Linked DNA regions of Mus musculus: region 2 is linked to region 1. A link is a contact called in public promoter capture Hi-C data. All regions are on one chromosome and are shown on one strand. The core of a region is the stretch at or near the end of the contact, and the rest is flanking DNA. Distances in the headings are between cores, read along the strand shown.

Region 1 (5,362 bases), core at 912-3,411:
GTTGTGCCTGCCTGTGAGTGTGCAGATGCATCTTCCTATGTGTGCATTTGCATGGGGAGGTCAAAGGACAGCCTGGAGTATTATTCCCCAGGAACCCACTACCTTGTAATAAAGCCTTTCACTAAAACCTGGACTCTTCGTTTAGGATAAGCTGGCTGGCCAGCAAGCCCCCAGGGATACACCTGTGTCTATCCATCAGTGCTGGATATCACTTTCTGGTCCTCATGCTTGTAAGGTAAGCACTTCACCACTGAGCTATCCTAGCCTCTCTGTTTCTCTCTTCCCCTTTCTTCTTCCCTTCTGCTTTCTTTCTAGTTTTTTTTTTATCTTGCTATGTAGCCCAGACTAGCTTTAAGCTGATGGCTACCCCCATCCACCACTACCACTGCTTCCACCTCCAGGAGTGCTGTACAGATGTACACCACTGCACCCAGCTGTGCCTCTTCTTCCCACAGAAGAGGTCTTCAATTTCCACATGGAAGACAATGGCATCTCTTGCTGGGAGTGATCTGTGAATCTGATTAACTCCTCAGCTCCTTCCACCTATTCCCCAGAGTTACATTTATCCACCTGTCTGTCCACCTTGCTCACATTACCCAGACTCCATTTCTCAGAGTAATTTCTCACCCTTGAACTATCCCACCCCAAGATAAACCCTATTTTGGAACTCTTATTGCCTCCATTACCTAGATTACATCATGAGACATGTTTGACTAAATGCTACCCTCTGTGCCTTAGTTTCTGCATTATACATGGGTATAATGGTATCATCTCTTTTAATGAAGATTTAAGAAGTGACTATTTCCAAATCGCTTCGTTCATGTCTTGGCACATTCTAGGAACTTAAGAACAGTAAAAGCCAACTTTTGTTCTTGCCACAGGAAGCTTCTTGCTCATGGTTATAAGAGAAACAAAGTCATGTGTGAACTTATTACTGGAGTCTTTAGAGTCAAAGCCTGGCTTCTGGAAGTTTCAACGACATAAGCTCAGCTAACCCTCTGAAACATGCCAATTAAAATGACAGTTAACAATAAAAAGCAGAGAAAGGAGATTTATTCATTGTGGTTACAGTGGGAAGATGAACAGCTACAGGGGTTCAGCCACCTACCCCAAGCCCGTCATTGGGGTGCTAATATGAGGTTTAAGTTTAAGTAGAGGCCAGTGGTGGAGGTGTGGCTCCATCATCGGCTTAGTTCCAGTCTGTCCAGCAATTCCTAGGGCAACTCCTCCCCCAGGGGGCAGCAGGGCTTCAGCCCTTTCCTGCTCCAGGATGAGAGCTTAATTCTTTGCGGACCACTGTTTCCAAAGTCCGATAGCACAAATGTTTCTACTTAAAATAATCTTAAGACAGTTATAAACAGCATTTGCTCTAGACTCAAATAGTGAACAATGTTGTGCTGGCCAGGCTGAAGTTTTTGTAGTGCTCTTCTGTGTGTCCTTGCCAAGTGCCACTGTATTTGCACAGCCTTGGCATGAAGGTCTATTTTCAATGGCCGCTTTTCAGAACCTGTTTGCACAGTGTGGTGACTGCAAGAATTTAAGAGGGGAATGAAAGAAATCCATCAGGCTTTGCTAACGGTTTGGACAATCTGGTCAAGAGACGCACCTCCTCTGGGCTTCAATATCTCAAACTCCAGTTTCATTAGACTGAACACACTTCCAGTAGCACCTGGACATGCCTCCAAACGCTAAAGATGCCCATCCGGTGGTCCCACTCCTGCTGCCTAGGTCCAGAGCGTAGTTCTCAATCCTGCAGTGCACCCAACATTGGCCGTGTTCCTGCCCGTGCTCCCTGCCACACTCCCCTGCCCATTTTCCTTGTTTTATGAAGCATTGCTCAGCCGTCTCATCTTCCCCAGCGATGATGCCGCGCTGTCTCATCGCTTCTCCTCTGAAATGATGCCTACCCTTGCCCCTCCCATCACTCCTGCCCCGCCCTTCATTATCCTATAGCCCGCCCCTCTTCTTTGCCCATCGCCTGGCCTCTGCACAGTTGCCCCGATATGGCCCCGCCTCTTGCCCGTGCATCGCTCCGCCCCATGCAGGGATACCCAGCTCCAGCCCCGCCCCTCTTCCTCCATCGCCCCGCCCCATATAGTGATGCACCCCCACTTCACCCCGCCTCCCGAAGTCCTTCAGCTCCGCCCCGCCCCGTCTCCTTGTCACTCTGGCTGGGCTGGCGGGCTCAGGTGGCACAGGGAAGCTACCATGGCGGCCCAGGCCCTGGCGGCTCAGGCGGTGGCCTCGCGCCTGCAGCGGCAGGAGGAGGACATCCGCTGGCTGTGCGCGGAGGTGCAGCGCCTGAGGGACGAGCAGCTGCGCGGGCCCGAGCGGGGCCAAGCCGAGGGCCCGCGCCTGACACGCGAGGTGGCACAGCTCCAGGCGGAGAACCGCGACCTGCACCAGCGCCTGTGTGGCCTGCGGCTGCGCCTGGCGGAGCAGCGCCGCACCGAGGCCGGGCGAGCGGCGGCGCACGAGGTAACCGGCGGCCCAGGAGTACGCACTCAGCGGGTTCCAATTCTGCACCCGGGTGCGGACAGGGCTGCAGGGTGTGTCCCCGCCCGCGCCCTGCCCACTGCCCACGGCCTGGGGAACCGCTAGGTTTCCACCAACCTCCTAACTGACCAGCTGGTATAATTTCTCAGCTCTTCATTGGACAGACTGCAAACAACATTTTTTCCCTCCAGTAGCAGATCAAACTGAGGTGCATGCCTCTAATCCAGAACTCTGGAGGCTGAGGCAGGAGGATGGCTGAGAATTTAAGGCCCGCCTGGAGTAAATATTGAGAATCAGGTCGGCCAGGGCAATATGAGAAGACGCTGTCTCAAATAAAAACTTTTTAAAAGGCCGCTTCAGTGTTTAAGAGTCACAGTATCCTTGGAGAAGAGGACCTAACAGTTTCTATTCTCTCTGCTGGCTGGTTCTGTGCTATCTGAAGACAGGTTATTTTTACTGTCTTATTTTGGTGGTTTGCTTTGAGGCCTATATGTGATCTGTATATTTAACAGAAGTATTTGATTACAGTATTTTCATGTTTTAGAAGATTATTAAGTAACAAATTAGAAGAATTTTTTTTCTAAGTTCTAAAGGCTTTCTAAAACTGAGGGGTTTTTGGTTTTTGTTTTGTTTGTTTGTTTTGTTTTTGCTCTGGCAACATCTAATGAAATAGTGCAATGAATAAGAGTCTGGTGGCAGCCACAATTTCCAGTGACATTATTTGTTTAAAGTTTAGGGAAGAGTGACAGAGAGACACAGAGACTGTGTGTGTTGCAGGCTATGGGACCCATGGCCTTGTGAATACTGGGCAGTGCTCTATTACTGAGCTACACCCCCAGTTTTAATGTGCTCGGACAGATAGGGCTGAACTCTGAAACCAGATCCCTGAGGGTTATAAGTAGATCCTGGTTCCCACAGCCCAGCCGGGACTCTCCAACCATGGGCCCTGCCGTGAGCTCTCTGGGTTTCCTCCTTCCCCGGGTTTCTCATGTACTGCTCTTGCCTCCCATTATCTTTCAGCCTCCTACCCAAAACCAAGAGAAGGACACAAAGAAGAAGAGGCTGAAGCAGAGTGAGCCTGGCCGGGAGGTAAGTCGCTGCTGTAGAAATGGAATGTTCACTAGTAATCCTGGGTCTGCGGGACGTAGGGTAAGGACATAGTTACTGGTGAAATTGTCTGGACCACACCAGTAACCTCTTAGAGTCAAGTTAGCCACTGGCTCAAGGGCTCTCTACTCTTTTCCTTCTTTCTTTTCTCTTTCTTTTGTTTTAGTTTTTTCTTTTTTTGTTTGTTTGTTTTTTGTTTTTTCTTGAAACAGGCCTTCTCTGTCCCTCTTACCTAAGGTCTTTGAATACTATACCCATGGACATTTCTCTCTCCCACTATTTACAGTGTATCTATGCAATGTTACATGGTGTAGCAAGGCTTTGGCTGTCCTGACACTCTCTCTGTCAACCAGGATGGCCTCAGAGTCACAGAGATCTACCTGCCTTTGCCTCCCAAGGGCTGGGATTAAAGGGTGGGCCACCACCACCCACTTTCTCCACGTTTTTTAAAGGTGAAATAATAGAGTTCTGACGTCATATTTCCTGCTTCTACCAGCAAGGGTTTATAGAGACCCAGCACTTGTTAGGCCCAAAGGAGGAGTACCTAGCCTCAAAGGTACTACTCTGGCTATAGAGGTCAGACAGACTAAGGACAAACAAGTAGAGGTAGACTGAGATATGGCACAGGCAGCCCCCAATGTGCACATACATGTTCTTCACTTGTGGATTTTAAAATCTGAAAACACTTGGGGAAAAATGCCCTGTACTGACTGACTTTTTTGATCATCATTCCCCCCAAACAGTACAGTATAACAGCTATTTTCCGAGCATTGCATTTTGCTTTTTATTAATCTAGAGATGACTTAAAGCATATGGGAGGATGTGAGAAGATGTGCTAAAACTGTGTGACTTTATTAAGGACCTGAGCATCCACGGGGCTCTAGGAATCCAGTTCTCGGGATACCAAGGGTTGTCTATTAAGAAGTGCTACACTGTATATATAATATTGCATAAATATACAGTCAGTGGTGGGAGAGGGATACGTCCATGAGTGTAGTATTCAGAGACACTAGGTAAGAGGGGAAGGGCTGCTGGAGGGGACATCAAGAGAGGGGGAGCATGCGGAGAGGTGAAGTAGGACCCGCTGAGCCAATAGCTCCGTGGGCTGAGTCCTTAACGGTATGCTAATGACTTTCAGGTGAAGCAACCGAATTTTATAAAAGAGAGATTGCAGCTTTTTGAAACATTGAAGACAGATCATCAACTGTTACCTGCTACTCAGGAAAAGAAGAACACAAACAACGTGATTTCAGTGAGGGTGGCTGGTGGGAAGACAGTGCAAGGAGAAAGGTGGAAAACAACACCTTATCAAGTGGCCGCTGGAATTAGGTAAGGCCCGCCCCCTTGCCGACGCCCCGCCCCCGCCAGACGCATGCGCACAAGCATACATACCTGCCCACAGACTCCTTGTTCGTCTATTTTCCTCCCTACCTGTTTGTTTGAAGCACATATACTCCAGCATTAAGTAATTGTGCCAGAGCCCGTTGAAAGGTTTTATTGACACTAAAATATTTTTTCCCTTATTCAGCTGAGTTAAATATAATGACTATTTTCCCCTGACTCCTAAGAAGACAACATTAATTGTATACGGGATCATGATCCCTTCCTAGTTAAAAAGTCCGAATTTTAAAGTTCTAATAAAAATACGTACTAGAGAAAAGAAATCTGTACCCTTTACAGTACTTTATTCATACACTAAGTAATTTCCATACACTAAGTAATTTCCATGCATTTTACAGTTTTTCAAATTGAAAATTGA
Region 2 (5,700 bases), core at 1,927-4,426, 160 kb after region 1:
CAACAGGAATACTGAGGTGGGAGGAGCTGCCTGTGGCCAGGTGTGCAGGGGGAACAGGTCCAGGTGAGAGGCAATAGGCTTGCTGTGCACAAGAAAAGGAAACAGGTGGAGAGATCACGGTCCACTGAAACCAAGACACTGAAGAAAGCCAAGATGAACTAATACATTAATTTAAAACACAGCAATGCTAAGTGTCAGTGGACAGATGGTTGAGAAAAGCATGGTCCGAACAGTAGAACATTCAGTTGTGAGAAGATGGGAAACCATGCCCAATGGTAAGATATGGATTAACCCTGAGAACAGTGAGTTAAGTAAGCCAGGCTCAAAAGGCGGTATTATACGGTTCTGTTAGTGAGGCTCCTGTGCAGACAGACAGACAGCAGGATGGTGGTTGTCAGGGGCTGGGGGAAAGTGTCTGCACAGTTCCAGTTTCGGAAGGCAAGGAGCATCTGAAAAGGGGTAGCCATGGCGGTAGTGAAGTGCCAGGGTGCTCCTCGCCACTCATCTTAACGCTGCCAACGGCGAATTTATCTCACACACGTTTTATCACAGTGTAAAAATAAGAATGTAAAACTCAGTAGATATTTTTAAAAAATAAAAAAATGACACTCTGCATTTTACATGGGCCCATATATAGACTTTAAGCATGCTAGACTATTAAAGGGGTGGGTATAACAAAGGCAATAAACAGACAAATGATCCAAGGCGGAGAGTGAACCTCTGCCTGAATCTGGAGAATGGTGTTTAGGGATGGTGCAGTCAGTGGGGGATGGAGCTGTCTCTGTGGTAGTTTCAAGGGACATTATCCTGCATCCTCTTTAGTGTGAAGAGGGGGCTCCCTATACCCTATACCACCCCCAACTGCTTCAAAATCCAGTTCCTACAAGGGCCCTTTTGGCTACTTGAACGCCTTCTCTGCTAACCAGAAAGACTGGTCCTCAGGTACCAGCTGCCTCCCAGGCTGGCCAACCACCTGGCCCAGTCTCCTGCATCCATGGCTAGCACACTCAGTGAGGCTTATGCACATAGTAGGTGCTCAGACTACAGGAAGAATGAAGGGGGGGGGCTTCTTATGCCTGGACTCCAGCGACCTCTGTGGGTGACTCTTCCTTCTTCTGACTCAGCACACCTCTAAAACCATGGGAGCCTAAAGATGTCCACTCTCTCATTTTTCAATAACCGATGGCTAATACAGATTGTCAAGTTGACAGAATTTAGAGTCACCTAGCAGAGAGGCTTCTGGGTGTGCCTGTTGGGGGTTGTCCTGATTAGGTAAACTGAGGTAGGGAAGTCAACCCACCTTTACTGTGGGCTGGAATCCTAGACTGAATCAAAAGGAGAAGGTTAGCTGAGCACCAGCAGCCATGCCTTCCCATTTCCTGACCCCAGATGCATGCAACAAGCCACCCTAAGGTCCTACTGCCCTGACTTCCCGGAACGACACCCTTAAATTCTGAGCCAAAATAAATCCCTGTTCCCCTCAGGTGTTGTTTGTTTGTTTGTTTTGGGTTTGGTCAGGTATTTTATCACAGCAATGGGGAAAAACAGCTAAGCAACAACCAGACCTGGTTTCTATTTGAACCCCTGATTCTACTTGATAATGGAGAACTCCTGTCAGCCAGGGCTTAGTTGCATCCTCTGTTCTGATCAGTTCCGAAGGGCACGGCAGGGATACAGTGGTCCTGTGAGTGTGTCTGGTCACTCATCCGAGCATGAGGACGGCCACTGCTTCAGGAAGATGAGTTGCCACCATGCCACTTCAAGGAAAGGGTCATTTGTGTTCCGTGCCTGAAATTCAGACCATGATAAAAACCCCTTCCAGATTTGCCGTCTCCAACGCTTGAATACACCAAGCACCCCCATGCTGCCCTCTTGGGCATGCTGCTGAATTTTGATTGATGTGTCCAATTCTAGGACAACTGAGCCCATCAGGGTGCTGAAGAGGGGACAGCAGAAGGAGCACCAGGGTAGGCTGTGTGTTAAATGAGCAAGCCATGACAGACAAGCCAAGCACTGTGCAGGGGCATGCCTGCTAGGATTGAATAAGCTTTTAGCCAGGGAAGGATACAACCCTTAAACAGCAAAGCAAGGACACCCCTGGCTATGTCCACCAGGTCTCCTAACTGCAAAGCAGTCTGGTTACCATCCAGGAGGGAACATGATAAGAGGATTCAAAGTGGCCTGTCTGTAACTGACTACTGAATGGCTTCAAGAAAGAGACGCCCCCCCCCCCCCACCATGTTACAGTACTACTCTGAAGCTAGAAACGTTTGCCTACTAAGAAAACACAACACCTTGCCTTGGTGAGTTCAAAAGAAAAGAGGACTTCTTCAGTTCACTGTCGCAAAGACCCAAGGACGAGAGACTGTATTGAGTGGTGGCTTTCTGCTGGCAGAGTCCCAAGCAGCAAGGGATCTCCCCCCAAAAGGCAAGGGCCATGCATGCTTCAGTCCAGTGAAGGCCTCACTGCTGGCTACACTGTGTCTGCCCTCTAACACTTACTTCACAATGGGGACAAAATTCCAACCTGAGTTGGGAGGTAGAGGAAGTTGTGTTGAAACCGTAGCAACAATCAAAATAAAAAAAAAAAAAAGTTCACATGACTAATTGATGACTCAGTGGCCGTGGATGTCTCTAGATCCCATTGGCCAGCATTTAGCTAAACTAGAACCTTAGCCGATCATTTCATGTTCCTTAGTCATAATCTCTTCAACGTTCCTTCAGATTTCTAGTATCCAGAGCTACTCAGTGAACAGAAAAAGTTTAATGACTATGGTTTTAGTACTCTAGACAGCGTGTGCCAACTGTCCTGAGAAGGAATGAATGTGTGTGTGTGTGTGTGTGTGTGTGTGTGTGTGTGTGTGTGTGTGTGTGAAATCACGTACTAAATATCTACCCAAACTTTAGCTCTTATATACTAGATTTTATTTTATTTTAACAGATATTGTTGTGCAGGCCCCAGTTCTTCTCTAGCTTTTCCAGAGCGCGCCTCCCTGCTCCATCTTTCTCTTCTCTTGACCAGGTGTGCAAACAATTAGAAGGGCTCAATAGGTCAGGGCCATCTGTGGTTTTTACCAGTTGGCAGTGGCATGCGGGGAGGAGGCCAGGGTTGTGGGTCTAGGGTTGGGCAACTTTGTAACAAACATATTAGATGATGCAACGGGGCACAGGCTTCTGAAAGGCACACGTGGTCTCAACTGTGGCACCTTGGAAACAGCCTACGAACTCAAAGGTGACGTTTTTTTCCCTTGGGCTTGAGCTGGGCTTTCTGGTAGAGTGCAGCCGAGGAGTAAGTTGGATCTGTGTGGGGTTTTAACTAATGTGCCCAAGTAAGTTGGGAAGTGGTTGTCATAGCAGCAGGGTAGCCATGAGACTTGAGGCAGTTGTAGGTAAAAGCCAAGCTCATGGAGGTAGATGCTGTAATGAACAAAGGGCCTATCTATCTACCAACCCTGCAAACAGGCTAGCTTATTAATTATAGACAGCCCAGTCTGGTGTCCCAGGAGGCCCCGGTGTGAATTGAGGGACATAGCAAGCCAGTTTGGGATCCAGTTCCTCTGCTCATCAGCACCTGGCTTCATGCATGGTGTCTGCCCAGGAGGGTGGATGAGGCCAGGATAGCCTGGCCAGGGTCTGCAGGAGTGAGGGCTGATGATCTTGCCAGCAGCCACCTCCCAGGCCCAGCTGCAGGGCTGGGCTTCCTGAAAACTGTGAGTCTGGAGCAAGACAGCTGACCCCTGCCTGCCTGTTTACAGTTTTCACAGGGCTCTGGGGACAGCTGTGGCCTCCCCACCCCTGTGGCCTCATGGTGGTGATGTGGGGGGGGCCCTACTGGAGCGGCTGGGATTTAGGAACATCATCAGCTGTTCAAGAGCTACAGTCTCCCCATAGCTTTCAGCAAATAGTGGGTGTTAGTTCATATCTCCTGTAAACAGTTGTATTCTCGGTGGCTGCCCGGCTCCGGTTAAATATTAACAAAGAACGGCCCCCATGGCCACTCCTGGGGTGTCTGTTTTAAATATTTAAGTAATTGCTCTTTCCCGTCCCTGAATGACATTTTGGCTAAATTTTCTGTAACTGCTGTTGTTCCTCTGGTTATTAAATTGTGTAAAATGCCCACCCCTTCCTCTCTCCCTTCCTCTCTTCTCCCTCCCTCTGTAAACAGCTGTCTCATTCACCGCCAGTCAAAACACCCTGGGACATCCTGGGGCCCAGAGTATCCTGCAAGGCTCATGTGTGACCTCCTGGGAAGCAGGTGGCTATTGAGCTTGGCAGTCTCTCCCCAGGATGCGGCAGAGGGGCTCACCTTGGTGCGCCAAGAAGAGCAGCTGAGCTGTGCTGAGTTGGGTCTGTCTCCATCCAGTATTTGTGGTAACCACAGGCTTCGGGATAGTCTGCTTCTACCTGGGCACAGCTGTGGAAACTTCCTCGGGCCTTAGATTTTGCATCGTTAGGGATCCGCACCCAGGCAGGTTAGTTCCTCCTTCCCAGGTAAGGCATGGGATGGCTGTGCCACTGAAGCCTTGTCTTAAGAGCTAGGTTCTTTCTCTCCTTTCCTTTCCACTCCATGGAAGGAGCGGGGGGGGGGGGGGGGGGTAGAAGGACGAGGGTGACCTTTTTCCTGCTTGGGTCAAAGAAGTCTAGCTCTAATTTATGAGACTCCAAGACAACCTTGCATTTCTGAAGAGCTAGTGAGATCACCTGAAGAATAAACTAATTTAAAGTCACTTCCACTTACCCCAAAGACTACCATGCAGATCTTAGCATCGAATGAATTCCATCCTTAATATTTTAAAGACCTTTTAGTACTTAAAAAACAAAATAAAGGGGTGATTCCAATACTATAATTCCTGGTAGGGCACCAGGGTGGACCCTCGGGACACTTCCTGTTGGAGGAGCCTGATGTAGCACTAGAGTCTCATGGGAAGTCGTGAGTCCCCAGATGCATGGCATCTCTGCATTCTCACTTTCCTCCTTTCTACATGGAGGAAATAGTAGTTCTGACTTCAGAATTGTTAAGATCGACAACTTGGACTTCGTGAGTGATACAACGTGCCTGCACAGTACTGCCTCAACCAATGAGCTAGCTACTGCTGAAACTAACCAGGAGGGAATGCTGAGGGAGAGCATGAGTCAGTCCCCAGGCCACCCTGTGGCCCAGAGACAGAGTCATTAGTTGTTGGGACGTTTGAAAGCAGGATTGCCAGCCAGAAGTCAAATGGACATGTAGGGGCTGAAGAGGGGTCAGTGCCTGCAGCTCTGCGCATGTCAGAGCGATGCAGCTCTGCGCATGTCAGAGGGAAGCTCAGGGATAGCGCCTCATCCCTCAGAACCTGGGGCCACAGGCAAACCGACTGGTGGGGCAGAGGGGAAGTACTTAAGAGCAGGACTAAGTAGAAGTCTGTTTGGGGCTCTGCTCAGTCATTTACCCTTGGCTACCCAGACACGGGATGGTAACAGCCAGCCGTGGCCTCCACCCCACCCTCAGACACTCTAAGAGACACTGGACCTGCTTTCCAAGAACTAACTAGTCTTTCAGTATGAGTGGATTTTATATAATGGGGTAATGATCAAAGCCCACCTCAGCATCACCCATAGCGCTCTGGAGGGCGTTGAAACGTGGGGTAGATGGGCCTCACCTGAGCTTGTTGATACAGAGGGATCCAGACCAGTGGTTCTTACCTCGTGGGTCGTGACCCT

The links. Promoter capture Hi-C pulls out the DNA fragments that hold promoters and counts their contacts.
Region 2: a promoter capture Hi-C map of stem cell-derived epiblast-like cells shows a contact between it and region 1, with 3 times the contacts expected there. The contact joins the promoter of 1810008I18Rik here to the promoter of Tarsl2 in region 1. A contact is called at or near these places in 2 of 39 promoter capture datasets (liver and stem cell-derived epiblast-like cells) and 1 of 115 datasets of contacts at active chromatin or transcription factors (pancreatic cancer cells).

Annotation. Positions count from the first base shown.
Region 1 is chr7:65,642,737-65,648,098 of GRCm38.p6, forward strand. Tarsl2 (threonyl-tRNA synthetase-like 2) reads left to right here and starts at 2,162. Exons shown (of 19, transcript NM_172310.2): 1 at 2,162-2,478; 2 at 3,517-3,585; 3 at 4,742-4,932. The coding sequence starts at 2,209.
Region 2 is chr7:65,799,861-65,805,560 of GRCm38.p6, forward strand. 1810008I18Rik (RIKEN cDNA 1810008I18 gene) reads left to right here and starts at 3,177. Exons shown (of 3, transcript NR_167723.1): 1 at 3,177-3,289; 2 at 4,166-4,472. Gm51485 (a long non-coding RNA gene) reads right to left here and starts at 2,490. Exons shown (of 3, transcript XR_003946789.1): 1 at 2,295-2,490; 2 at 1,566-1,788.